Linked DNA regions of Mus musculus: region 2 is linked to region 1. A link is a contact called in public Hi-C data. All regions are on one chromosome and are shown on one strand. Each heading gives the region's core, a stretch centred on a gene start, on an enhancer-like site or on the middle of the called end of the contact. The rest is flanking DNA. Distances are from core to core; before and after follow the strand shown. Region 1 has its middle 41 kb from the start of Gm24940. Region 2 overlaps Kifap3 (kinesin-associated protein 3).

Region 1 (5,433 bases), core at 225-2,724:
GTGACTTTCCTCTTGTGTTTCTCAGGGCACAATTCAGTTAAGGTTTTTTGTTTGTTTTGTTGTTTTATTTTACTGGGTACAGAAGGGAGACTAGAACAGAACCACACCAAGTAGATTGCTCCCCTTTAACGACCATCACTGTCAGTCTGATGACTTGACAGCGTGAGCACTTTGAAAATGTGTCTGTTGTCGAAGGAAGTCTGGCTGCTGGGCATCTGTGTGTCATCAAGCCTGCTTCTTGTTACCTCCTGGAAAGAGGTCCAAATACAAATCGCCACTCTGATGACCTGGCTTTCTGAGTAGCTGAAATCTCCCAGTGCTTTGATAAGAAGACAAGGGGAAGCAATCCAGTCCAAACTGCATTTATATACCTTATCTGAAGGTATTCAGTTTATTTCAAAATGTTTCTGAGCATTTGCCTAGCATGTATGGTGTTCTGGACTCAGATAAATCATTCCATAAATATGTGTGTGTGTGTGTGTGAGTGTGTGTATATGTATGTATATGTATATATGTGACTCTGTGTGTGTGTGTGTGTGTATATATATATATGTGTGTATATGTATATGTATACATATGTATACATATACATACATATATATATATATGATATAGGTTTATGTATGTGTACACACACACACACTCACACACACACACACACACACACACACACACACACACAGAGTCCTGTGTCTCCCATGTTTCCTGTGTCCTCTCATTCCAGAAGTACTCCTTTCATAAATTGTGTATAATTGCTCCTGCTATCTAAAAATGACAGTGGAAAATTACATCCCAGTGGTGGGTTTTCTCTTTGGGTAGCAACAGTTTACACAGTTCCACAGATGATTTGAGTGTGTTCAGCCTTCATTTACAAAGTAGAAAAAGTTCAACAGAGCCCATGAGGACAGCATTAAAAAGAATCCCTATAGACAAGCACTTCAGACACTCATTACCACACAAGCCATCAGTGGATTAACTCTAACAAGCCAAATGCTTGCAGAGGCCACAGGCTGCTTAGATGCAAATAATGCAAATAATAATATGCAAATAATTCAGAATCAAAACTGGCCTTGGCCTTGGCCCTGGCCACAGGCTGACTTCTATCCAGCTACTTTTATTGCTTTCACAATGGACTGCGTTAAAAGGCACAGTGGTCCCCTATCTCTTCAAAATGGAGTGTTCGGAAACTAGATACAAAGTCATTAGACATTTGAAGTTTTAGCATTTCATTTGTCTAGAACCCCTAGGAAATGATCTAGAAGAAAGTGATTTTTTTTTTCACAGTAGTAAGTTAGGAAAGGCAGAATTTGAGGGTGTGTTTTCCATTATTTTAATGAAGAAAACCAACGCATCTTTTTTCAGGAAGAAGTTGCAAAATAAGGCTCCAGAAATAAAAACTACGTGCATACATCCACAGTAATCTCTGAGCCGGATGCCAAGCCCCGCCCTGAGGCCATGTGAATTTTTCTCTTGTGCGTTTGTCAGCCTGAGTCCAAGTCATCTTATTCTTGCCCCACTTCTGTCTGGTTTTGGTTAGTTGCTTCTTGGCATTGCTTCCGCTGGAGCTGAGGGCGTCTGCTCTTTTCTTCTTCCCCGCTCTCATCCCTCTTCTTTTTCTTTTCATTCCTTTCAAAATTTCTCTTTTGGTGTTCTTCCTCTAGATTCCCATAATGACTCAGGGTGGGGGTGGGGGGGGAGAAGGAGGCAAAATGAGATTAAACAGCCTCCCACGCCCACACTGTCCCTCCCCATCAGATATTCACCCAAAATGTAAAGAGCAGGCTTCAAGGAACAGCCTCAGATGGTTCTGGAGTGCAAATGTACACTTGCCTGGTCCACTCCTCTGCAAGAAGCCATAAGCTCTCTCCCCCAGCCTTTGCTCAAAAAACGGATCCTACTCCGGCCTGACACCCCTGCACTGCCATTTTGTGTGAAGGGTTTCCATCAGGACAATCCTTCTGCTTTGCTTTTAAAAATTAGCAATTTGAAATCCAGAGAGTCGGTTATTGTATCCATTTATTTTTAGAACGTGCTTTTATTGGAATGTTCAAGTTGTGGAAAATCACGTGACCACAGATAGACCTAAAAAGAAGAGATGTTTCCCCGCCCTGAATTTAAGCAAACAAGTTTTGTACATATATGGAATATGTTCTAAAGATCACTGCACCGTTATCTTCATCTTTTTTTTTTTTTTTTTTTTTTAAACTGGGCTTTTGCTATGGATTGCATCTGGAGTAGTTTCCGCCAATGAGTGATCAGCCTTTGGAAGGGCCACTTAACAACAGAACGCACATGCTTCGGATTAGCATGTGTGTGTGGGTGTGTGGCAAAGTCATTCCCCCTAATAAATTGACAGTTAGTTAAACTTGAATCAGCCTTACAGTTTAATGGTACAGTAGAAACGGAACTGTTTCTAGCTCACACACATTCTTTTTTTTGGAAGAACTACAGGGAGCCCCCCCCCCTCTTTTCAGATAACACTTCAAGTGAGAGATTCTTTCCTCTCTCCCTATGGGCTAGGCCAGAGTTTTCTCAGAGCTACGGAAACAGCCTTTTGCTGGTGGTATGTGTAAGATTTATAAGCAAAACCAACATCTCCACTGTGTATAAAAATTTCTAAAACTGTTATGGGGCTTGTAAGATGTACTCCTGTGATTGGGTAGCTTGCCTGATAGATGTCTTATGATTCACTCCTAGTTCTCACCCTACTGACCAGCCCCCCACCCCACCCCCAAAAACCCACCTAAAAGTTCTCAGCGACTAAATGGAATTAACACACACAAGTGCAAAGACTGATGGGAGAGAAAATCCTCTCTAGCGTCTAAGATGAGAGTTGTGAACTGGAATTACTTGGCTCAGCTACTTGCAGGAAAAAAAAAAATGTCCAAGCCTTCTTTTGAGTTGAAGTCTGGGGAATGTCACCCTAAATCGCTTCACAGTCATTCCACTGAGGACTCTGAAATGTCCCGTATCACACCACTGACAGGCAGGCAAGCTCAGCAGAGACGATCAGAGCTGAGGGCTGTGTCTATAAGATACCTAACACGGGATAAAAGGTGAACTCTTTAGGACATGCTTCAGTTTTCAGACATTTAAAGACTTGTAAAGAGCAACAGTTCAGAGAGCTATGCATTTATCCATTTAATTAGAATATTTGCCATTTTTTGATGGCTTTGTAATGCCTTTTCTCTCAGGAAAAAAACAAGTCGGATAAATAATAGCTGTTGCTGGGCATTGGGTTTTTCTTTTTCTTTTTCTTTTCTTTCTTTCTCCCTTCCTTCCTTCCTTTCTTTGGGCTGAATGTCTCTTTCTTTTGACTTTCATTTGCAAGTTTTAAAGTAATAAAGTTTTTAAAAATGCACAAAATGTATTGTTAAATCATGTTGTAATAATGTGTCCTCAGTGTAATATAGTAATACGTGTATGGACACACACTTAAAAACCACCAACAAAAACCCAGTTAGGCCAGATTTCCTCTTCTGACTTGAGTTATTTGATATATTATTTCAGAATCACTCATCAGTAAGGCAAATAGCTCCTTCAAGAATAAAACTATAAAAATATACAATTTCTCTTTGTGGATCTAAATAATTTTCCTCCTGTTAGTTGAGATACTGCAACTGTGGTTTTAGTTATGTGCAGAGTAAAGGCAATGTTCTGGTCCAGAATGGTCTCTCTGTTGTCTTAGTAACCACGTAGATGCTACAGAATAGTTAGTTAATGGATTCACAAAAGAGAGTCCAGCTTTAATGTCCAAATTATAATTAACATTTTAGCAGAAAAAATTTTTATCCAAAAATGTTATTAATGATCTTAAGTGAATTAGTCTAAAATCTAAGGTGATGAGGATAAATATTTTGTGTTTAGTAGTTTAATTCATTTAGCAAGGGAGTTATCTTGATTTATATTAATTAAGAAATGGAGGGTTGAGGAAATGTATTTACAATGGAGAACAACACATGGTTGATGTTTTTAAATGGATTTTTAATGACTTCTGAAATGTTTTCTAAATTGTGGGAAAGAAATGTTTAAACTGTTTGATGGAAGTTGATTTTTAAAGGTACATAGTATACTTCACATAGACCTTTCCTTTGAGCCTAACACCCTCAGAAACACTCCTGCTATGAGATCTGTTCATAAACTGCAGACCCACAGAGACAGACTTGTCATACCCAATCTTCTTGTTGAAGAAGTTCATTTTGCTGGCACAAGTCCCCTTGTTCTCTTAGTGTGTGTGTGTCCGTGCATGCGTGTGTATGCGTGTGTGTGTGTGTGTGTGTGTGTGTGTGTGTGAATACTTTGTAGATTATACATATGCTAGGTAACATTCATTTCTAAGATATTAAATGTAATTTTAGCCATTCTTAGGTTGTAAACTATCAGTATTTCAAGTCAGGGCTTTTAAATTTTCTGTACAAAGAACTATGCATGTGTAAATAAAATTGGGATGATATAGAAATATCAAGTTATAAATCACAACATTTGCAAAAGACACTTGAAATGGGCATTGAGAAACCAAACAGTCAAATAACAATGGAAAACCTTTGAACTTGCCCAGATTAGTATAAGGTTCTCAGACCCAAGTTTCATGTTTTCATTTTAATAGCAGTAAGCTACTTTGTTTATGTACATTCACTTTAAAACTCGATTTAAAAAGCATGGCACACATCGTATTTACGCACATGTTTACCACATATTTAAAGACAGATTCTAATGAGGCATGGCTATAAATACATAAAGGTCTGCGTGTCAACACTATTCCATTATAGAAAATATTTTCCTTCCTCCACTTCATTTCTAAAAATATGGAATGTTTGGAGAGGGCAGAGAGTGAAAGAGAAGTGCGTTGAATACTGTATACAGACATTGAAGGCAATTAATTGGCTTTCTTTCTTTCCCTATTTCTCCGTTAAGAACAAAAATAAATACATTGGTGTAGTGGTTAAACTACACAAAGCGCCAAGATGTAGGACAGGGCATTTCTACAGCATAGGGGTACTGTTCCCTCGGCCCTCCTCCACTATGAAATTCTCAGAACATTTGCTGGGTAAAATCAACTTTTGAAAGCCTAGTTGTCAAAACCTCAACATTTAGAGCTGCAAATTAAAGTGATTGCAAACAAAATATTTTTATAGGGGGGAAAAACATATACAGTCAAAAGTCAGAAAGAAGGGAGAGAGGGAGGGAAGGAGGGATGAAGAAAGGAAAGGGGGAGAGAGAGAGAGAGAGAATATGCTTGGGGGAGAAAAGAAAAGAGGAGAGAAGGGGAGAGAGAAGATAGAGTATATATAAAAGCAAAAAAAGCAAGTTTAAAGAATCTGATAAAACAATCAGATATAAACTTAAAATATGGAAGCAGAGTAAACATTACAGATGATGGCCTCAGCGAACCCCAATTCTGCAGGCTTTAGGCTGCCACACGAAGCATATTTT
Region 2 (6,115 bases), core at 2,502-5,001, 540 kb before region 1:
CCTAGTTGGTGGCTCATAGGATACTATGCTTCCATTTAGCATAAATGAGTACTTAGAATATTTAATTTAATATGTAGATGTATATCATACAAGTACACAAAGAATGTTAACTAGGTCTTAATCATAAAGGCTAGTACCTATCTATATAAAATAAAATAATTGAAAATGTTTATACCTTATCTGGATTATTAAAATATTTTTCCATATACAAAGTTATCTGTCAACAATTTAAAATAGAAGCACATACTGCTCTATGCAGGATATATAAGACAATATTTGATGGCATCATGTATCTAATACATACTTTGCATTGCACACTTGAAAGGATGACTTAGAAATGGTAAAGGTTAAGTATAGAAGTGAAAAATAAACTACAACATGGGAAGAGGAATAAGTTCATCTGTGTTTAAAGACAGGCCCTGCAGGGAATCGAGTGTGTGCCAGGCCCTACAGATACAACTCTGACTAAGACTGTATGTCAAATGTCTTCCCCCTGACTGTGTACTGTTGAGGAACGAGACAGATTCACAAGGAAATGACCGATTGGGGCAGATGGGCTCAAGAAGTTGCTTTTATGAGGAAATAATATTGGAGTTGAGACTTGAATGACAAAAGCTAGTTATTTAAAGTCTGATGACTACTCAAGTGAGGTAGGAAGGTGACAGAGTAGAAAGGCTTCTTCAGGGAGAAGAAACACAGATGGGACATTTGTAGGTGAGGCTGAGGAAGCAGAGGTGACAGATGAGGCAGTTTTCCAGAGCACGCTGAGGAATTTGCTTTTTCTTAGATGTGCATGGAGCTGGGGTTTGACTTAAGAAGACTGGGAAAACAGGTAAGTGGAACAAGAGGACCATGAGGGGAGGTAGCTGCAGCACCATGACGACTAATTAGGCGCTGAGTGGAGCAGGCAGCAGCAGTCTGCATTGGAGTGCTAACAGTACACACAGCAAGCAAAGGCCAAATAGGAGGGAAAGATCAAGGAAGAGGCTAAAGTTTCTGACTTGACTACTTGGTGGACGGTTGTAACGTTTGTTAAGACACAAAGATGTTTATATAAATGCAGCTGCTTGATAGTCTTACATGCATTTAACTAGCCATGTTAAGGAGGAAGAGAGAAAAGGACTATGTTTAAATCAATCTCTGGTAGAAAATGTAAGATGACAGATACTATTGAAGACTAATAGGATGGTCCTGTAAACAGTGGGAATAAAGAGATGCTCTCAGACGAGGGTCTGCCTGAAGCAACCAGCATCTACAGGTGGAGAGGAGAAGGAATTATCTGCCAAAGAACAACAGGAAGAGATGAAGAAGGGCTGATGAGAGAGATCAGAAAAGTGGCATGTTTTGAACTGAGATAAGAGCATTGAAATGCAAGGCTCAGATGACTGTGATAAACACAGATGCGAGTTTAAATGAAAAAATTCTATTGCTTCAGTAACACAAGAGAACCGGAGAAGTTCAAAATAAAATTGACGTTTTAATTTTTTTTTTAATTTTAAAAGCTTAAATAGATTCATTCTCTCTCTCTCTCTCTCTCTCTCTCTCTCTCTCTCTCTCTCTCTGTCTGAATGTATGCATATGCATGAAGTATGGACAGAAGAGGTTGTCCTGGAACTACAGTTACAGATGGCTGTGACCCATCACATGAGTGCTGGGCCAAGGCCAGGTCCTCTGCAAGAGCAACAAGTGCTCTTACCTCTGATCCATCTCTCTGGCCCCGGAACTGAAGATGCTGGAGAGGTTCTGTGTATGAGGAAGTGAGAATGAAGAGTAATTAGATTGTAACTTGAGGCCAATGGAGTTTCCATGATGACAGGATGAGCCAGTAGAGGGAAAAGGGTAGGGACAAAGAAGACAGCTTCAGGAAGGCAGAGGACAGGGTTCCGAGATTTCAAAGGTCAGCTACATCACTGTAACAAGGGGAAAGAAAGGAAGATGGATAGAAGGATGAGTCTCTGGATAGGCTGGATTGGTAACCAGCTTTATTCTACATGCATTTTAAACAGAATGGCAGTTTTCAGTTGTGACAGTAAATTAATAAGGGCAGTAATCAATGGAAATTAGCACTCTGCTTCATAAGCCTTTGCTGCATGCATGTTAGCAAATGCTAATCATCACTACTGGTGAACTCGGCAGGTAACAGACAGACTAGAAACCATTAATGGAGTAGCCTTCTAAACACTCCAGTCAGAAAGGTTACAATGGCCAGACATCGACACCAGTATGGTTTCTAGTGCTTTGCAGTAATGCTGAACCTGCATTGGACTGTTCAAGCTACACAAACATGAGATCATTTGAGCAATTTCATTTGATTGAGATTTTTTCTTTCACTTCCTTAAAAAAATGTGTGTGTGTGTAAACGTGTGTACATATGCCATGGCATGCATGTGGAGGTCAGAGGACATTGGGAGAGTTCTCTCACACCACTGTGTGGGTTTCAGAGATCCAGCATATGTTCTGAGGTTTGGTGTCAACTGCATTTACCTACTGAGCCACTTTGCTAGCCAACTACCCTCTTAAAAATGCAACAACCAACAATTAGCATTTTCTAAAAAGTGGATCCTCTATTTCCAAGAGATCTGATTGGATGGTTTCTACTTCAGAAATATCCTCCTCAGTTCTCCATCTGCTTTTAAGCACTGCTTTTACCATCAGCTGAATCAGTGAGTGGGCATTACACACTCAGTGAGTGGGCATTACACACTCAGTGAGTGGGCATTACACACTCAGTGAATGGGCATTACACACTGCCTCATCCAATGTTGTGATTTTTATGAGAAATGATTCATTCTATGGAATATGATTGCTATAACAGTAACTGTGACTTAAGTGGTGAGAAATGACAAAACCGATTTAAATTTTTTTATTTTACTTAATAATAACCATATTTTTATATATGGTCCATAAGAACACATAATAAAATGTATTTATTTTGGCTATCATTCAAAATTGTCATCTGAGGTAAATTTCAGACAACTTGCTAAATTCTAACTGCCAATCATAACAAGGCAATAGAAAAGGTAAAAACCAAGAAAACGATAAATTTACTGAATAATTGTAATATTTACTCTATGTGTACAGAGATAAAATTTTATTCACTTGATAAAATGGCTTAGTGAGTTTAATAATGTTTTTTTTTTCTTTAAGAGTAGCTCTTATAATGTAGAAATGAAGATTTCTGAAAGCCTCAAAATTTCCTTGGTACAATGGCATTACTTCTGCACCTGAAGTAAAAATAATGACCTTACCCGTTAAGCTAATTAATCATAAGTGTATGTTCACACTAAGTATATAACTTAAGCATAGGGGACAGAAAGGTTCTGGTCCTTTAAACCTTTTAGTGACCAATTTTCATCTTAATGAGCAAATCCACCACCTCTCTGCCCCACCCAGGAACGACGCTTAGCATCATCCACTTTCTGAGATTTTCTTTCAGTTTTGGTCTTGTAACCATGTGACTCGGCAAAAACTAGGTTGCATGAAAAGGAAGAAAAGCCAATAAAATGAATTACAAAGACAACAAGGTTAAACTGATCACACTGTCTTCATACACCCTACTGAAACTGTACAAATAGGCAGTTGGCTGTGGTTTGGCATTTAGCAGCATGCGATCAGCAAGAAGGAGGAAATTTTATTCTCATTAACTGTTGCAGATTTACTGCAGTGAAAAAGGGCTATGTAACCCGAGATGTGACAGTACAGCAAGATCAAAGCCACAGGCTGGAAACTAAATAAACCCTCTGGCTACTTCCTGCAAGGAAAATTCACTTTGGCAATGTAAAACAGAGCCCAGTTAAAAACTACTCTCAGTTTTATGAGCTGTCATAGCAGCTCAAGTGGTTTGGGCTGGCTGAGTTTAGAACATTATATTTCCTTGTTTTTGTCTTAGATACTTCTACAAGAAGGTTTATAGACTAACTCCCCACTCCAGCACAACAACTAGCAAGTTCTTGCAGTTTAAAATGAGCCTAGTCACTAAGCTCATTAGAGCAGGCCTTCACTGGAACATTCCTTCCTCAGTCACTATATAACTTAGGATCTCACTCAGATTTAACCTGGGAATATGGATTTACTTTTATGACTCACATACAACCTGGACAATTCCTATTCAAACTGAATGCAAGTCAGCTACACAGCCCACATGGCTTTTATCTGATTAGTAAGCTATTGGTACAGGACATCACGAGTGACGATGGGCATCACGGAGAATAAGGCAATTAATTAATATTACATTTAAAGGCCTACAGCCCAGCATTGAAAGATGTTGTTTAATGTTTTTAACATTAGAAAACTTAATGACTATTCATAGCAGGCCTCATCCAAACAGACAGGACTAGAAAGAATAGCTCAACCTTGAATTACACAGTCCTCTCCAGCTAAGGACTATGCCTAACACTACGACTCAAGGCCTAAATGGACTTGCTATCGTATTTAAAATTTGAATAAGGAAACATTTGAAATGGTAATTTGCGTTGTAGTAAAAAAAAAAAAAATCTACTTCTGAAGATAGCATTACCTAAGAGCAAACATCTCCTACAAGCACTCACGTACACTTAAAAACTTCAGACTTCCTTTTAATTTATATTTGCATTGCTTTATTTTGAAACAGAGCGTCATGATTACCTATGCTGGCCTGCATTGATATCCTCTTGCCGCAGCTTCCTGAATTCTGGGCAAACAGATATGCACCAACATACCTGACTAAATTCACTCTCAATTGTATCGATATAGTCGGCAAAAATTCGACCAGTACACTTGGAAAACCATATGAACTTTACCACTAGACGATCACTCTTAAATGGTGGTGATGTGTTCAATTTCCCAGCCAAGCCAGGGTTAACACCCATGTCATGTCTTTAAACACAAGGCTGTGTACAGTCGATGTGTTAACATTTTTATAGGATTCAGTTCTATTATTTTACTTGTAGATTCAGTTATAGCAGTATTTTTTCCTCCTAAATGAAAGTCTTAATAACGTCTCAATAATGTGGTTTCCCTTGAGAAAAACCTTTGGGCTTTCTACGCAGCTAGTAAGCATCCAAAAGCTTTGCTCTGACCACCAGATAGAAACGGCACTGCCCCAGTGAGGGCCATCCACTGCCAAGCTCTCGTGCTTCTAACTGTGAAAGGAAAGGAAATAACTGAAAATAGCTTTCCAAGCGACACTGCAACCTCTCCAGGGAAAGACATCTTCCCAAGGTTCCAGTGATTTTTGGCTTGCATTTCTATTTTTTAGTAACATTTACAGTTTGCTAATGCTGATCTAATAAATCTAGCTTTAATAATCTAATAAAATCTAGCCTTAAAGGTTATAGGCCCAATTTACTAATAAAATCTAATTCAATTTTCCATGGGAAATGCAAATAATTAGTGTCCAAGCAGTGGAGGGAGGCCTTTTCACCGCACTAAAGAAGCTGTCTCTAAAAAGTCTCAATAAAAACGACAAGTAAGACAAGTAGAGCAAACTCACAGGGATGTATTTAACAGGCACCAGAGAAGCACCATTCTCTTTAGAAGGGACTTGCACAAGACAATCACTCTCCAACCAAATGAGACAACCTCATTCTTTCACTTTCATTTTAGTACAACTGGATTTACTCTTTAGAGAGAGTTTAAGGTAATGAACTAATTACTTAATGCGTTAATATACTCTTCATAGCTTGCCTTCAAGAAAATGTGAAATACCAATTTGCAAGAAGACATGTCCAAATGTATTAAAGCAAAATAGGTTTATAATTTGTCTTGCTATGAAGTGAATGTTATACCTCCCTTTTAAAAACATTTTCTCTCTACTGCCTCAAACAGAGGTCACCAGGAATAACGTCTGATGTCCTTGTCATCTGGATGCAGTAACCGTGTGCAACAAAGGCTGCTCCTCGGACTGAGCTTAAGGGCTTCAGTATTTATCACTGCCCAGTTCCGGTTGGTTCCCTAAAAATCTCTGACCCTTAATTTCTATTTTCACTCTTCACCCTCTTCACATACATGACTTGATCAAATGTGACATGTGCAGGTATGACGGTCAGAGGCATGTGAGTCATTAGCTTTGGTGTACTCAGATTTTTAAAAAGTCTTAAACATTTTCTTGGAAAAATTTAAAGGTTCCTAGGAATAC

What was found. Hi-C and Micro-C count contacts between places; a contact is called where the count stands out from the background.
Region 2: a Hi-C map of uterus shows a contact between it and region 1, with 2.5 times the contacts expected there. The contact joins two enhancer-like sites. A contact is called at or near these places in 2 of 484 Hi-C or Micro-C datasets (both in uterus), 2 of 115 datasets of contacts at active chromatin or transcription factors (the NIH/3T3 cell line and craniofacial prominence) and 2 of 9 other capture datasets (embryonic tail and embryonic trunk).

The regions. Positions count from the first base shown.
Region 1 is chr1:163,358,457-163,363,889 of GRCm38.p6, reverse strand. No RefSeq gene overlaps it. Among named protein-coding and RNA genes, the nearest start is that of Gm24940, 41 kb to the left of the region's middle. Within about 2 kb of position 1,474, at least 52 of the 459 cell types and tissues checked have an H3K27ac peak or open chromatin away from gene starts, as enhancers often do. A contact at or near this core is called in uterus, where this site is marked.
Region 2 is chr1:163,896,022-163,902,136 of GRCm38.p6, reverse strand. All of the region lies in intron 19 of Kifap3 (kinesin-associated protein 3), which reads right to left. Among named protein-coding and RNA genes, the nearest start is that of Scyl3, 31 kb to the left of the region's middle. Within about 2 kb of position 3,751, at least 46 of the 459 cell types and tissues checked have an H3K27ac peak or open chromatin away from gene starts, as enhancers often do. A contact at or near this core is called in uterus, where this site is marked.